Regions from separate parts of the Sus scrofa genome. Here regions 2 and 3 are each linked to region 1. Evidence: chromatin contacts called from public Hi-C data. All regions are on one chromosome and are shown on one strand. Each heading gives the region's core, a stretch centred on a gene start, on an enhancer-like site or on the middle of the called end of the contact. The rest is flanking DNA. Distances are from core to core; before and after follow the strand shown. Region 1 overlaps PTPRM (receptor-type tyrosine-protein phosphatase mu). Region 2 holds the start of PTPRM (receptor-type tyrosine-protein phosphatase mu). Region 3 overlaps PTPRM (receptor-type tyrosine-protein phosphatase mu).

Region 1 (4,084 bases), core at 1,074-3,573:
TTATTTTAAAATAATGTTTCCATGAAATGTTTCCTTCCTCACCAGTGCTTCCTGGTGATAAATTATCAAACTGCCTTGGCAAAAGACAGCCTGCTGATGTTTATTTTCTTTTGATACCCAAGGGTACCCACTGTTAAAATTAATAAGCATCATAAGGGGAAGCTGAGATAGTAATAAAAGCTGGAACACGCACTTTTGAACCATTCCGCCCATTTTCTCTCGGCCGAGCTAGCTGTGCTGTCTGCTCTTTGAGTTCAGGCCCTGATCTAAAGCTTGTCACTTACAGCAGAGAAATATGAAAGCCCCGGGCCGGTGCCTGGCTCCCGGCATACGCATTCTGCACTCTGCCCAAGGAAACCGTGTGGAAAATGGCTTAAATAGTGCACAACACGTCCATGAAGGGGACCTATAAATACTTAAAGTGGTGGAGTGCTATTCTTGTGCAATTGCAAAGCCTTTCAGTTCAAACGCTCCATTTAGCGTTCTCTAAAAGGCTGGATCCCGGGAGCCCCTTTTCTCCGGCTCTGAGCACCAGCGCTTCTGCCTCATGGAACGGGGCCTCTCTGTATCTCTGGCTGCCAGTCAGCCAGGGCTTGGTGTGGGTCCAGACAGTGAGGGGTTAGAACACAGCTTTCGAACCCAAACACTCTCGTTCAAAAAGAACACTCGAAAATCACCGATGGCTGGTTCACCAAAGTGAAGACAACAGCATCTCCTACGTTTCAGGATTCATGTTAGGGGAAAACGATGACGCTTAAGAGGGCATGGTCGTTTATCTTCTGACTATCTATGACTACGGAACCTTGAATCAGGGAAACTTAACCCATGGCATCATGAGTTAGAAAAATCAGCGTCCTCCATCCTATTTCTAGGTGTGTTCCCTGAGCGGTGCTGTCTGCTTGTCTTTATAAATGGTTGCAATCTGTCCTCGGAAAAGGATCAACGGGGAAGACCGCTAAAATATTTAAGCTTCTTAAATAATAAGGACTAGATGAAGGCAGGATTATCATTATTATTTCATTAACTGGCTTTCAGGCTGGAGCCGTAACAATATAATGCAGTGCCTCAAACATAATTAAAAACATTAGAGAATTGAACGTCTGTGGGATTTAGGGCAAACTGATGACAAGAAAATGGATTTTAGGAAGGAAAAATCTTGACCAGTTTGGGTGCTGCAATACTTCAGACTTTCTTTTCTTTCTTTTTTTTTTTTTTGGCTAAAGAATTTCTTTCAAAGAAAAAAATTGTGTCAATGAGACAGAAAATTAACTCAGTTCCAGAACAAGTTTACTCCTACAACATGTCAAGTTCAAACTTCCCAGAGGCCCTCTATCACGGCTGGTCAGGCCAGAACTGGAACAGCCCTGCCCTCAAGCAATGAATCCAGCTCCCAGGACCTGGGTGCCAACGCTGGCCTGACAAATCCCTTTAAGAAACGCTTCTAACCCCATTACTAAGATTGAGTCACCACTGCCCAATTTTCTCTTTCTATGTTTAAGAGGAGCTATGCAACAGCCCCATTTATAATTCTGAGCTTTTCTTTTTTTTTGTCTTTTTAGGGCTGCACCTGTAGCATATGGACATTCCCAGACTAGGGCTCAAATTGGAGCTGCAGCTGCCAGCCTACGCCACAGCCACAGCAACACCAGATCTGAGTCACAACTGCGACCTAGACCACAGCTCACAGCAATGCCGGATCCTTAACCCACTTATCGAGATCAGGGATTGAATGTGCATCCTCATGGATACTAGTCGGATCCTTAACCCGTGGAGCCACAATGGGAATTCCCTCTGAGCTTTTCATATCTTCAAATTACACTTTTATTTCCTTTTCATATCTTTACCAAAGAGTTGATTAAAGTAATTGCTGTCCCTTAGATACACCTGTTGGTCTCCCCTGTCATCCCACCATGGCCACTGCCGCCTGTGGACTCCAGGTGGGCTGGGCCAGGAGTGTGCAGAGGCTCTCGGAGGGACCCCAGGTTGTTGGAGGCTGGCGGCCTTTCCTCAGGGTCCCTGGTTGGCTTGCTCTACTCTCGGCTCTGAGAAGCTTGGGCCCCTGTTCACTCTGACTCTCTCCGCACCTCCTATTGCCCCTGAGTCAGGATTACCAACCTTCAGGAACAGCCTATCTTCTGACTCCGTCTTGCCCTGTCACTCCCACCATCTATCACTTCAGGCTGCCTTTTTGGTCTCAGACTATCTTCTGCCCCATCTCTTAACTCCATCTGGATTTTTCAGCATCTCTGGTTCAGTCCTTGCCTGGCGCTGGTGACCTTCTACCAGGGGATAGCACTTCTCAATGTGCCAACAAAGCAAACACAGACTTGACCCTGGGCACGGGCTCTGATGGCTGTGACTCCCGAGTCTCACCTGGGCGGGATCCACGTCATTTAGCATAACCACAGAAGTGCAGTGATAATCCAGGACCAGTCTCCAGAAGTCTTTCACTGTGTTTGGCAAAGGATGCTGGCTGACTATGAAAGCCGAGGGCTGTTTATAGCTCTGCAAACACAAACAAGAGAGATCCAAATATACTCGGGAAAATGTGACAGGAGGAAGCTAACTTATTTTGTACACATGGGAGCTTGTGACATAAAACAGTGAACATATTTAACAATTGTTGAATTCTATCACCATTGTCGATGCCAAAACAGACTAAATATAGACTCATCTACAGAATAACAGTGATAAAATTCTCCTACTTTGATACCAAGAAAACAATAAGTATCCCTTATAATTTTTTTTGTTGTTGTGTGTTTTTGGCAGAAAGGCAATATTGGCCCTATACATAACTATTTTAATGGAGAAAATTTAACTTTAAAAATATGCATAAATAGTTCTGTTTTTTCCTAAAATCTGTTTGCTTGTTGTTTACTTGTGAGATGCTGTTATTTCTTCCTGCCATAAAAGGACACCCATGCTTTTTACAGCTCTGCAGAGCTTCAAACAAGTTTAAATACCTTTTCACTGATATCACACTAATAGAATTCAAATTTCCATATTAGCACTGAAAAGACCCATTCACTTTCCCCATCAATTGACTAGCAAATGTTCATTCAGTCAGAAGCAAAGAGACTGACAGGGAGTAATGAGTTGTGTTCTCTCTGTGCCGATGGGCGATTTTCCCCCCATGTTAATTACTGCCTAAATTAGGAGAAATGGGAACTCAAATAATGCTGCAAACCATATTATCCCACTTCACTGCCTTCCTGACTTAATAGCTGTCTCTTGCTCTCCGGCCAGCAGGTTAAAAATTTCCGTGCTCGGAGAGCACCTGGGACCTGCCTCATTTATCACTCTTCCTGGACTCAGGGTCTCAGGGAGACCAAGACTATGAGCCCGACCCAAAAACAGATTCGGAATCAGAAATGCATGTTGTTGAACATACAGTTTATGTCTTTAAAACAACAACAACAACAACAACAACAAAAACAGGGCAGAGAAGTCCCAAGAGAGGAGGCAGGTGCAGGCCCCTGTAGGGATATCCTCCCATCCCCCCACCCCATCCCTCATCTCACATCCATGAGAGCGGCGTTGATGTAGTTGCTGCTCTCGCCATCGATGGTGATGAGGAAGGGCAGGCAGCGGTCGGGGGGCAGGATGTCCATGCAGCGGTTCTTCTCGTGGTTCCGGGGCAGGAGCGCAATGCTGCAGTCCTCCACACGCAGGGTTGGCGTCACCATGTTCAGGGTCTAGGGGACGGAGGACACACACTTGGAAAGAGAACCTTGTCTCGTGTCCAGACCCCAGGAGGCCCATGTTTCCTGCAGTGGATGGGCCCTCACTTGGACTCTCTGACCTCTCCTGGGATTTTGTCCACAGACACTGTCCGTCAGACCTAAGGGCCACTGTGGGGGTGCCATTGGGTCTGACTAGGACTGGACATTGGGATGCTGGGGAGTAAGTGCCTGGGTGGAGGTTGGCCTAGAGTCAGACATTTAGACTGAACGTGAACATGAGACACGGCAGGAAGAATTCTTGCCCAGCGAGTACCTTGAATGCACCTTGCTTGGTTTGGCTTCGCCCCCATTACACTGCTTGCCAAGGGGGGCCTGGCTCTGCTGGCCAGTGGTTCTCAACC
Region 2 (4,084 bases), core at 828-3,327, 720 kb after region 1:
TCCTTGGCTTCTCACACTAAGGAGTTTCAAGGCTCTGAAACTGGCAAGTCTACTCTATAATTCACTAATAAGAAAGAACGCAGGCCAAAATTTGCATCAATTTTACAGCAGACAGCAGTGGGTCATTTTGTTAAATCCTCTGGAGCACGTGCAATTACCAGACACTTAAGGACATACTAAACTTAGGAGAAGGGTTATTTCTCTACTGAAGCTGACAGCACAGAGCCAGGAGCCAACTCCCCGCTAAGCTTCCTGGTGGTGGCCAACTGTGGTCAAGGGTCTCGCGGCTCAGCAAAGCCAGGGGCACGGCCTCCCCGCCTGTGTGTCCAGAGCTCGGGAAAGTAAAGATGTTAAGTTTCCACAGGTCTCACAGCCAAACGCCAAACGTCTCCAATGCTTTTAAATATGCGTTTTTACTGTCAGTGAAAGTCTCCATCAAATTTTAAAAAGTTCAACTTACTCATTCCTCCCGAATAAACAGAGAAACAAACCTATTTTGCAACCCAAGTTGAAGGACTAATAGCAGGCTTTTTATTAGAAGAAAAACAAGCCCAGGGCCACCATTCCGTGAAAACTGACACACACGGGAAACTGTGCACGTGTGCAAGCGCTGGCTGTCTATCCGCGTGTGTGCTCCCGGTAACGCCGTGCAGGGCTCGAGCCTGGCCTGACCCGCGACTCCCGATCACGCGTCCTAGTCCCAGGAGCTCTGCAGGCTCCGATCGCCCGGGCGCAGCAGGCACCTCGCCGCCGGCCACTTTCCTGCCAGCCCGAGGCGGCGGGTGGCGGGGCTGGCTGACCACTGCCCCCGTTCGGGAGCTCCCCGGGGCCGAAGGGAGCCTGACCCGCACACAACCGCAGCGGCCCGGGGCCCGGGCAACCAGCCACTCCGTCCGGACCACAGGTCCTCCCTCCGGGACCGATGAGGACACTGCCTTGGTTCTCTCGATCTGCGGCGCGACCACCGCGGCGAGCCGGGGTCATGGCAAGCTTCTGGCCGGGCGGCGGCTGGACGGCAAAGAAAACCGGCGATCGCCACCGCCGCCGCCAGAGTCTCTCCGAAGCAATCGCGCGGGCGCAGCAGGCACGGAGATCCGGCTGGCCGCCGCTCCGGGTGGGAAGGACCGCGCAGCGACCACGCCAGGCGGCCGGCGGCTGCAGCTCCCAACTTCAGGCAAAGTTTTCTGCTGTTGCTCTCAGAGCCGGCGGAGGGCTCCGAGTGGCGCCGACACGCACCCAGGCCGCCAAGGGGCGGGGGCCGACCTGGGGCCGGGCTCCGGAGTCAGCGCCCCGGGCTCGTCCGCTCTGTCCGCCCGAGCGCGAGGTGCCCTCCCTCCCCGCTGGTCTCGCGCCGGGGCAGGGAACTGGCACACGCAGTGCCGGAGCCGCCGCTCCCCAGTCTGGACCCGCGGTCCGCCGCTAGTGCTCTCCCACCCGGGAGCTGCATGCGTCCCGGGCCCCTTCCGGCCCGCACGCCCCAGGCCACAGCGAGTGCGGCCCCTCTTACCTGAAAACGTATCCCCCGCCGCAGTTAGCAAAAGTCCGTACAAAGTCACCAGCCAAGTCCCAAGTCTGCTCATGGTGCTGAGCGCACGCCGGGCCGCTCCCCGGCGGCGCTGGGTGGGCGCGAGGTCCGAGGGCGGCCGGGAGCTTTCCTTCCAAGGCGGCGAGGAGAGCAGGGTGAACACCCAAAACCAGAGCCAGACCCGCAAAGTGCCAACACTTGCAGAAGTCTCAACTCCGGGGGCTCCCGGGGCCGGGGCCGAGGTCCTGGATCCTCCCACCCAGTCGCCAGCCCCGCTCGGAGCTGGAGCGGCTGCAAGAGGGAGCGGAGGGCGCGCCCGCGGAGCCAAAATCCGCCCTCCGTGCCGGCTGCTGCACCCGCCGCCGCTCTCCTTCCCCGGGTAGGGACCCGAGCCGCCGGCGCCGCGGTGGCCGGGGCCGCGGCCGCGCTTGTCCCGCCCGCCGCCTCTCAGCCAGCAGCCGAGCCAGCCCCCGGGCGGCGGCGCGCCAATGGCCGAGCCCGCGCCGGCTGCGCGCGGGGCTCCTGCTCCCCGACTGACTGGCAGTGCCCCGCAGGCCGGCTGAAGGGAGCGCCCACGTCACGGCCGCCCGCGCTGCCGCGGCCCGCTAGAGGGCGTGAGCGCCCGGCCCCGCCGGCCCTACGGGTCCGCGCCCGGCGCTGAGAGGCAGCGGCGCCTCGGGGGGAGCCGGGCGGGGGGCGGCCGCGGGGGCGGTGTCACCGCGCGGAGAGCGGCTGCCGGGAGGTGCCTCGTGCTCCCTCCCGCTCGCGTCCCGCCCCGCCGCGGCTTGGGTTTCGAGGCCGGCTTCCGGGAGGGTGACCGCGCAGGGGCCGCGCGGCGGCCAGAAGTTTGTCCCGGGTCACAGGCCGCCAGGAGTTGGCGAACGAGGCTGGCGGGACGGCGGCCTTGCGGCCCCGCGGGCGGACGAGGCGGCTCCAATCCCGGCGCCGGATGGCAGTGTCCGCAGCGGGGCCGGCAGTCGCAAAGCCGCTCTCCCCCGCGGCTTTGGGCAGGGCGAGCCGGTAGATCGGGAGGCTGCGAGGGGCTGCGAGCTTCTCCGCGCGGCGGGTGCAGAGAAGTTGGCGGACGCCAGAGGAGGGAGCGGCGGCCTCGGGCACCGAGACCCAGCAGCGCGCCAGCCTCCCGACTGGACCACTCGCGCTCCTGCCCCAGGAGCCCTGCACCCGGCGGAGCAGGAAGCGCTCTGCGGCTTCATTGCGCCCCCGCCGTCCCGGTTGGGCCCCAGCGAGCCGCGGGCGATACACGGAAGGTGGCGGTCACAGCGGAACGAGAGTTTGGACCTACGTAACCTGTGATTTGTGTATCTGGTACTAAGTGTTGGGAAATGCGAGAGGAGGAGGGGTGGGTAATGAATCAAATATCTTGAAGTGTGTAATTTACCGTTTGGGTCTGGAATGCCTACTTCATTAAGTGACTAAAACAGTCTTCCAATGCTTCGGTAAAAAGGTTCTCTTTGTGAAATTGCAAATAAACAAATAAAAAGGGGTGGAGTGATCTTTCTATCTCCCGGGGAATACGCACGTCGAGCCAGCTCTGAGCAGCTGTAGACGCTAGGCCTAGCTGACTGAACGCAATGGAAGGCCTGGGAAGAGGTTAAATTAGAAGCCGAGTAAGGACCCGTGAGTAGGACGGGTGTACCAGCCAGAGGGGGGACGCAGGTGTGTCCGGGGCCCTTCTGTGCTGCTCTCACCTGGAGCTTACAAAGACCCAGAAAGTATACTGATCCCACGCTCACCTAGACCCTGTCTCCAGTTGACCCTAGAACCAACAAGCTGTAACTAAGGATAGGTCATAGCTGTCACCTCCCCGGGGGAAAACTGCGGGACTGGAGGATTTTTGCTTTTGGTGCTCCAACCAACAGCTCCTCTTTCTGCTGGAATTCCACTTCTTAGATCCTTTTCAGAAGTGCTCTTTAAAAGGTTCTATATTAATAGTTTACTTCTTAGTACTAGGACCTTACACCGTCCTGCTGCTTCTCTCAAATATGTACCTGTTGAGCCTTATTGCAAAATGAACATTTGAAGAAGGGAGAGGCAGGGCACTCCCATACCTTCAAAGACAGGCAATGAGGGTCTGCAGCATGAACTTGCCTTGTGCTGAGGTCCTGCATCGTTTTGCGTGGTAATGTGCTTTCCAATGGAGCTTTTCTGTTAGGAGGCCCTAGGGGATTCAGATAAAGAGAGAAAAGTCAATCTAGCCATTTTTTCTTCTAAGTTTTTTAAGTTGGGCGAAGAAGTTCAAGATAGCATAGGATTTCACTTGCAAAGTACGTGAATTTTTCAGCAAGTACCTATGATGGCCATGTATATGCCAGGCACTAGGCTCTGGGCTGAAGATTTTCTTATACTGGCCTCCCCCAGGAACAAGCCTGAAGGGGAGGATTGAAGTGTAAGTAGGTTTAGGTTTTATTGGGAAAGTAATCCCAGGAAGCAGTGGAAGAGGAATAGGAAAGTGGGGGTGGGGGGGGTCAACATAAGGTGTATGAATGCTCAAGTTGCATGTGGACACCTGGGACTCACTCCTCTAGGGACCCCTTGAAG
Region 3 (4,084 bases), core at 462-2,961, 530 kb after region 1:
TCTTTTCCTGATACCCGATGAGAAATTCTTTATTCCCATCATGGTGCAGTGGTAACGAACCCCACTAGTATCCACGAATATGTGGATTCGGTCCCTGGCCTCGCTCAGTGGGTTAAGGATCTGGTGTTACCGTGAGCTGTGGTGAAGCTCGCAGATGTGGCTCAGATCCCACACTGCTGTGGCTGTGATGTAGGCCGGCGGTTGTAACTCTGATTCAACCCCTAGCCTGGGAGCTTCCATGTGCCATGGGTGAGGCCCTAAAAAGCCAAAAAAAAAAAAAAAAAAAGAAGAAGAAGAAGAAGAAAGAAAAAGAAATTCTTAATTTTCCTCTATGCAAACAGACTCAATTTCTCTCTTGCTCCTTTGATCAGAAATCCACCTCCTTGCTGTGTATCCCTCCCCAGCTCAGGAGGGCCTCTGGGAGTCTCTCCTCCAGCCTCGCCCCCACCTCAGACCCTGGCCTCAGGACAGGGCATTCCTCCCACCAGCCTGGCCCACCTGCTCTGACCTCACACCTCAGGCTCTCCAACCCTCTCAGGTGCCACCTCCTCCTGGAGGTCTTCCACTTGCCCTCACTCCCAACTTCTGCCTGGGGAGCAGCCTGCCCCCACCCCCAGGCACTGGCCCCCCCACCTCTAGTCTCCTGGAAGCCTGGACGCCCATCATCACTACAGCCCAGTGCCCAGAGTGCACACAGAACATCAGACAGCCGGGGCCACGGAGGGAAGTCTTCCATTTCCTTGGGGCCCCATGGCACAAAGACTAATCCAGGCTTAACTAGTTCTTCTTTAAATGTGCTCATCTCTTGCATTTCTTGGAGTACAGAAAGGCTCCAAGGCACTGAATGGGGAGCCTGCCCCTGTGATGGTCTGGCCTGATGCAGACTGGAGCCTGGGGGAGGGGTGTTACTGAGCCCTGGGACCACACGAATGGCCAAGGCCTTCCCTACACCTGCATCTGTGTGAAGATGGCTTCACGCCACCGTTAGCCTTCTGGGGGCCCAGCTGCTAACACATCAGTGGCCCACCTAAAACTTGTCCCTGACCCAAAGGCCCTGCCCTCCATCAAGAGAGCTGTGGGGAGCTCCTGCCGTGGCTCAGCAGGTTATGAACCTGCCTAGTATCCATGAGGATGCGGGTTCAATCCCTGGCCTTGCTCAGTGGGTTAAGGATCTGGTGTTGCTGTGAGCTGTGGGGTAGGTCACAGACAAGACATGGCTATGATCCCACATTGCTGTGGCTGTGGTGTAGGCCAGCAGCTATAGCTCCAATTTGACCCCTAGTCTGGGAACCTCCACATGCTGTGGGTGTGGCCTTAAAAAGCAAAAAATTAAAATAAAAAATTAATTCAAAAAAGAGAGAGAGGCTGTGGTCTGCTGGACCCAAATGACAAGTCTTCCCCTGGCCTCAGGCCCTCTGGTCATCAGCCCACCCTCGCCCATGGTCCCTTTGTAGCCCATTGTAGCTCAAAAGACTGCAAAACTCTCCCCAAGTGTCACATCAAAATCCACTGTCCCCTCGCCTCCTGACTTTCCTCACTGCAACAATGTGGCCGGGCGCAGCTCCAGGCCGCCTGCACGCAGAACACGCAACACATGGGAGCGGGCCAGCCCCTGGCTTGGAATTTCTCGGCCTGGCGATCACAATGGCCCTGTGGCCCCATGGCCCTGGACTCTGACCCTCACACATCTCACCCCCTGGCTCTGCTCGAAGATTTACAGCATCTGTCATGACTGGCCTGCCTGTTTACTCCATTACTTGGCTTCTCAGAACGCTGAGGATATCTTGTACTATTTCACAGGAAATTAAGCAAGAAACAAACCTATTTTAAAAACACATATTTATAAATACGGGCTCGCTGGTATACTTTTTAGCAAATATTTAAAAAATAGCTAGCTACTGTTCTTCCTTTTTGCCACAGTTTCCAATCAGCCAAGACAGGAATGTAGGACCAATCTAGAGGAGAATATCTACATTCAATGTCATAAACTACTGAAACACATGGTCATGCACAATACACTGGCCCCCTCGAAACACTTAACTATTAAAAAGCAAGATGCTTTGTAAAAAGGGAATGACTCCCCTGACCCTGCGCATTTGTGCATATCAAAATTGGGTCTTTGGAGTTCCTGTCGTGGCTCAGTGGTTAACGAATCCGACTAGGAACCATGAGGTTTCAGGTTCGATTCCCTGGCCTTGCTCAGTAGGTTAAGGATCTGGCATTGCCATGAGCTGTGGTGTAGGTCACAGACGCAGCTCGGATCCTGCATTGCTGTGGCTGTGGTGTAGGCCAGTGCCTAAAGCTCCGATTCGACCCTTAGCCTGGGAACCTCCATATGCCTCGGGAGCGGCCCTAGAAATGGCAAAAAGACAAAAAGACAAAAACAAAACCAAAAAACAAAAAACTGGGTCTTTAATGGAGAACAGACTTGTGGTTGCCAAGGGGGAGGGGAAGGGGGAGGGAGTGGGAGGGGCTGGGAATTTTGGGTTCATAGATGCAAACTCTTGCCTTTGGAATGGACAAGCAATGAGATCCTGCTATACAGCACTGGTCACTAATGATGGAGCATGATAATGTGAGAAAAAAAATGTATACATGTATGTGTGACTGGGTCACCTTGCTGTACAGGAGAAAATGCACAGAACACTGCAAACCAGCCATAATGGGAAAAATAAAAATCATTATTAAAAAAAAAAATGGGTCTTTGAAAACATTATGCCAAGTGAAATCAACCAGATGCAAGGCACCGATACGGAATGACACCACCTACATGAGGTACCCAGAGTGGATCCTCAAATTCAGAGATAGGAAGTAGGGTGGTGGCGGCCTGGGGCTGGGGGAGGAGGAGTGGGGAATTCGTGTTCCATGGGTGCAGAGTACCGGTTTGGGAAGATAAAAAGATTCTGGAGACGATGGAGGAGATGGTTGCACAGCAATGTGAACGTACTTAATGCCACAGAACCATACTCTTAAAAAGGGTAAAGGGTATGGGAGGTGTTTTCACCTCCGAGGGGAGCCCACTGTTGACATTCGAGTTAAAACGAGGCTGCCCAGGGGCCCCGGCTGTGTAACTAATACCTCCCCACAGACCACTGATCTCAAATGGGGTTTTGTGGTTATCACCTGAAGTTATTTTTCTAGATTGCGATGAACATAAACGCATTACTAGATATAAAGCAGATAACCAACAAGGACCTAATAATGTACAGCACAGGGAACTATACTCAATAGTTTGTAATAACCTATAAGGGAAGAAAATCTGAATAATTATATATATTTATTATTATAATATTTATAATATATAAAATACATAATTATATATAATTATAATATATATTATATATAATACAATGCATATATATATATACTCTATGTATATGAATCACTGTGCTGTCCACCTGAAACTAACACAATATTGTAAATCAACTATACGTCAATTAAAAATTTTAAAAATAGAAACAAGCAAGCAAAAATATAATATTTTTTCTAAATGTTGTAACTTAGAAACTGCTGGCAAGTCCAGTCCAGTTTTTTTCACTGCCTCTCATCACTCACTGTTTCAAAGCCACAGGAAACCCATTCCGAGCCTCACCTGGGTGACGTGAGTGAGATGCAGGGCGCATGCCCATCAAAGACCACCCCATACCTTGATGTCAGCTAGGCACCTCACTCTGGGATGCCCAAATGGGATACTCACAGACAAGGACACTTTTCCTTCCCTGAGTTCTGCCACTGGCAATATTCAGACGACTAAGATAAAACCAAATTCAATGACCCACCGCCCACATTTTTAAATGCTCCTTTCATTATAAAGTTATACTTAATCAAAAAGAAAATATGTAAAGCAGATGTGACCGGACAAATGCCCCTAAATCCTACCATCCTGACAAAAACAGCTCGTATTTTAATGGACTTCTTTCAACTTGCTTTTATAATCTATTTGAAGATTATATGAAGATCTATACCTTGTGTTTCTTATTTGGGATCACTTCGAAGAGAAAATTAAAAATCTCTAGGAACTGCCAGCTCCACAGAGAGTCCAAATTAAGCTAAGAGAGGAATTCATACCAGTTGCTCCTGAACG

What was found. A called contact is a pair of places that touch in the nucleus more often than the background predicts.
Region 2: a Hi-C map of subcutaneous adipose tissue shows a contact between it and region 1, with 1.8 times the contacts expected there. The contact joins the promoter of PTPRM here to the enhancer-like site in region 1. A contact is called at or near these places in 8 of 47 Hi-C or Micro-C datasets (embryonic fibroblasts, fetal heart ventricle, fetal skeletal muscle and 5 more) and 1 of 2 datasets of contacts at active chromatin or transcription factors (skeletal muscle).
Region 3: a contact with region 1 is called in a Hi-C map of heart right ventricle, with 3 times the contacts expected there. The contact joins two enhancer-like sites. A contact is called at or near these places in 5 of 47 Hi-C or Micro-C datasets (embryonic fibroblasts, epiblast stem cells, fetal heart ventricle and 2 more).

The regions. Positions count from the first base shown.
Region 1 is chr6:99,371,913-99,375,996 of Sscrofa11.1, forward strand. It overlaps PTPRM (receptor-type tyrosine-protein phosphatase mu), which reads right to left. Exons shown (of 36, transcript XM_021097712.1): 31 at 3,522-3,695; 32 at 2,374-2,505. Among named protein-coding and RNA genes, the nearest start is that of RAB12, 130 kb to the left of the region's middle. Within about 2 kb of position 2,324, at least 3 of the 83 cell types and tissues checked have an H3K27ac peak or open chromatin away from gene starts, as enhancers often do.
Region 2 is chr6:100,090,889-100,094,972 of Sscrofa11.1, forward strand. PTPRM (receptor-type tyrosine-protein phosphatase mu) reads right to left here and starts at 2,078. Exons shown (of 36, transcript XM_021097712.1): 1 at 1,508-2,078. The coding sequence starts at 1,580. It overlaps LOC106510670, which reads left to right and starts at 1,579. Exons shown (of 4, transcript XM_021097607.1): 1 at 1,579-1,837; 2 at 1,909-2,079; 3 at 2,145-2,844. The coding sequence starts at 1,579. The coding sequence ends at 2,839.
Region 3 is chr6:99,898,335-99,902,418 of Sscrofa11.1, forward strand. The region is part of intron 2 of PTPRM (receptor-type tyrosine-protein phosphatase mu); the gene reads right to left. Among named protein-coding and RNA genes, the nearest start is that of PTPRM, 190 kb to the right of the region's middle. Within about 2 kb of position 1,712, at least 15 of the 83 cell types and tissues checked have an H3K27ac peak or open chromatin away from gene starts, as enhancers often do.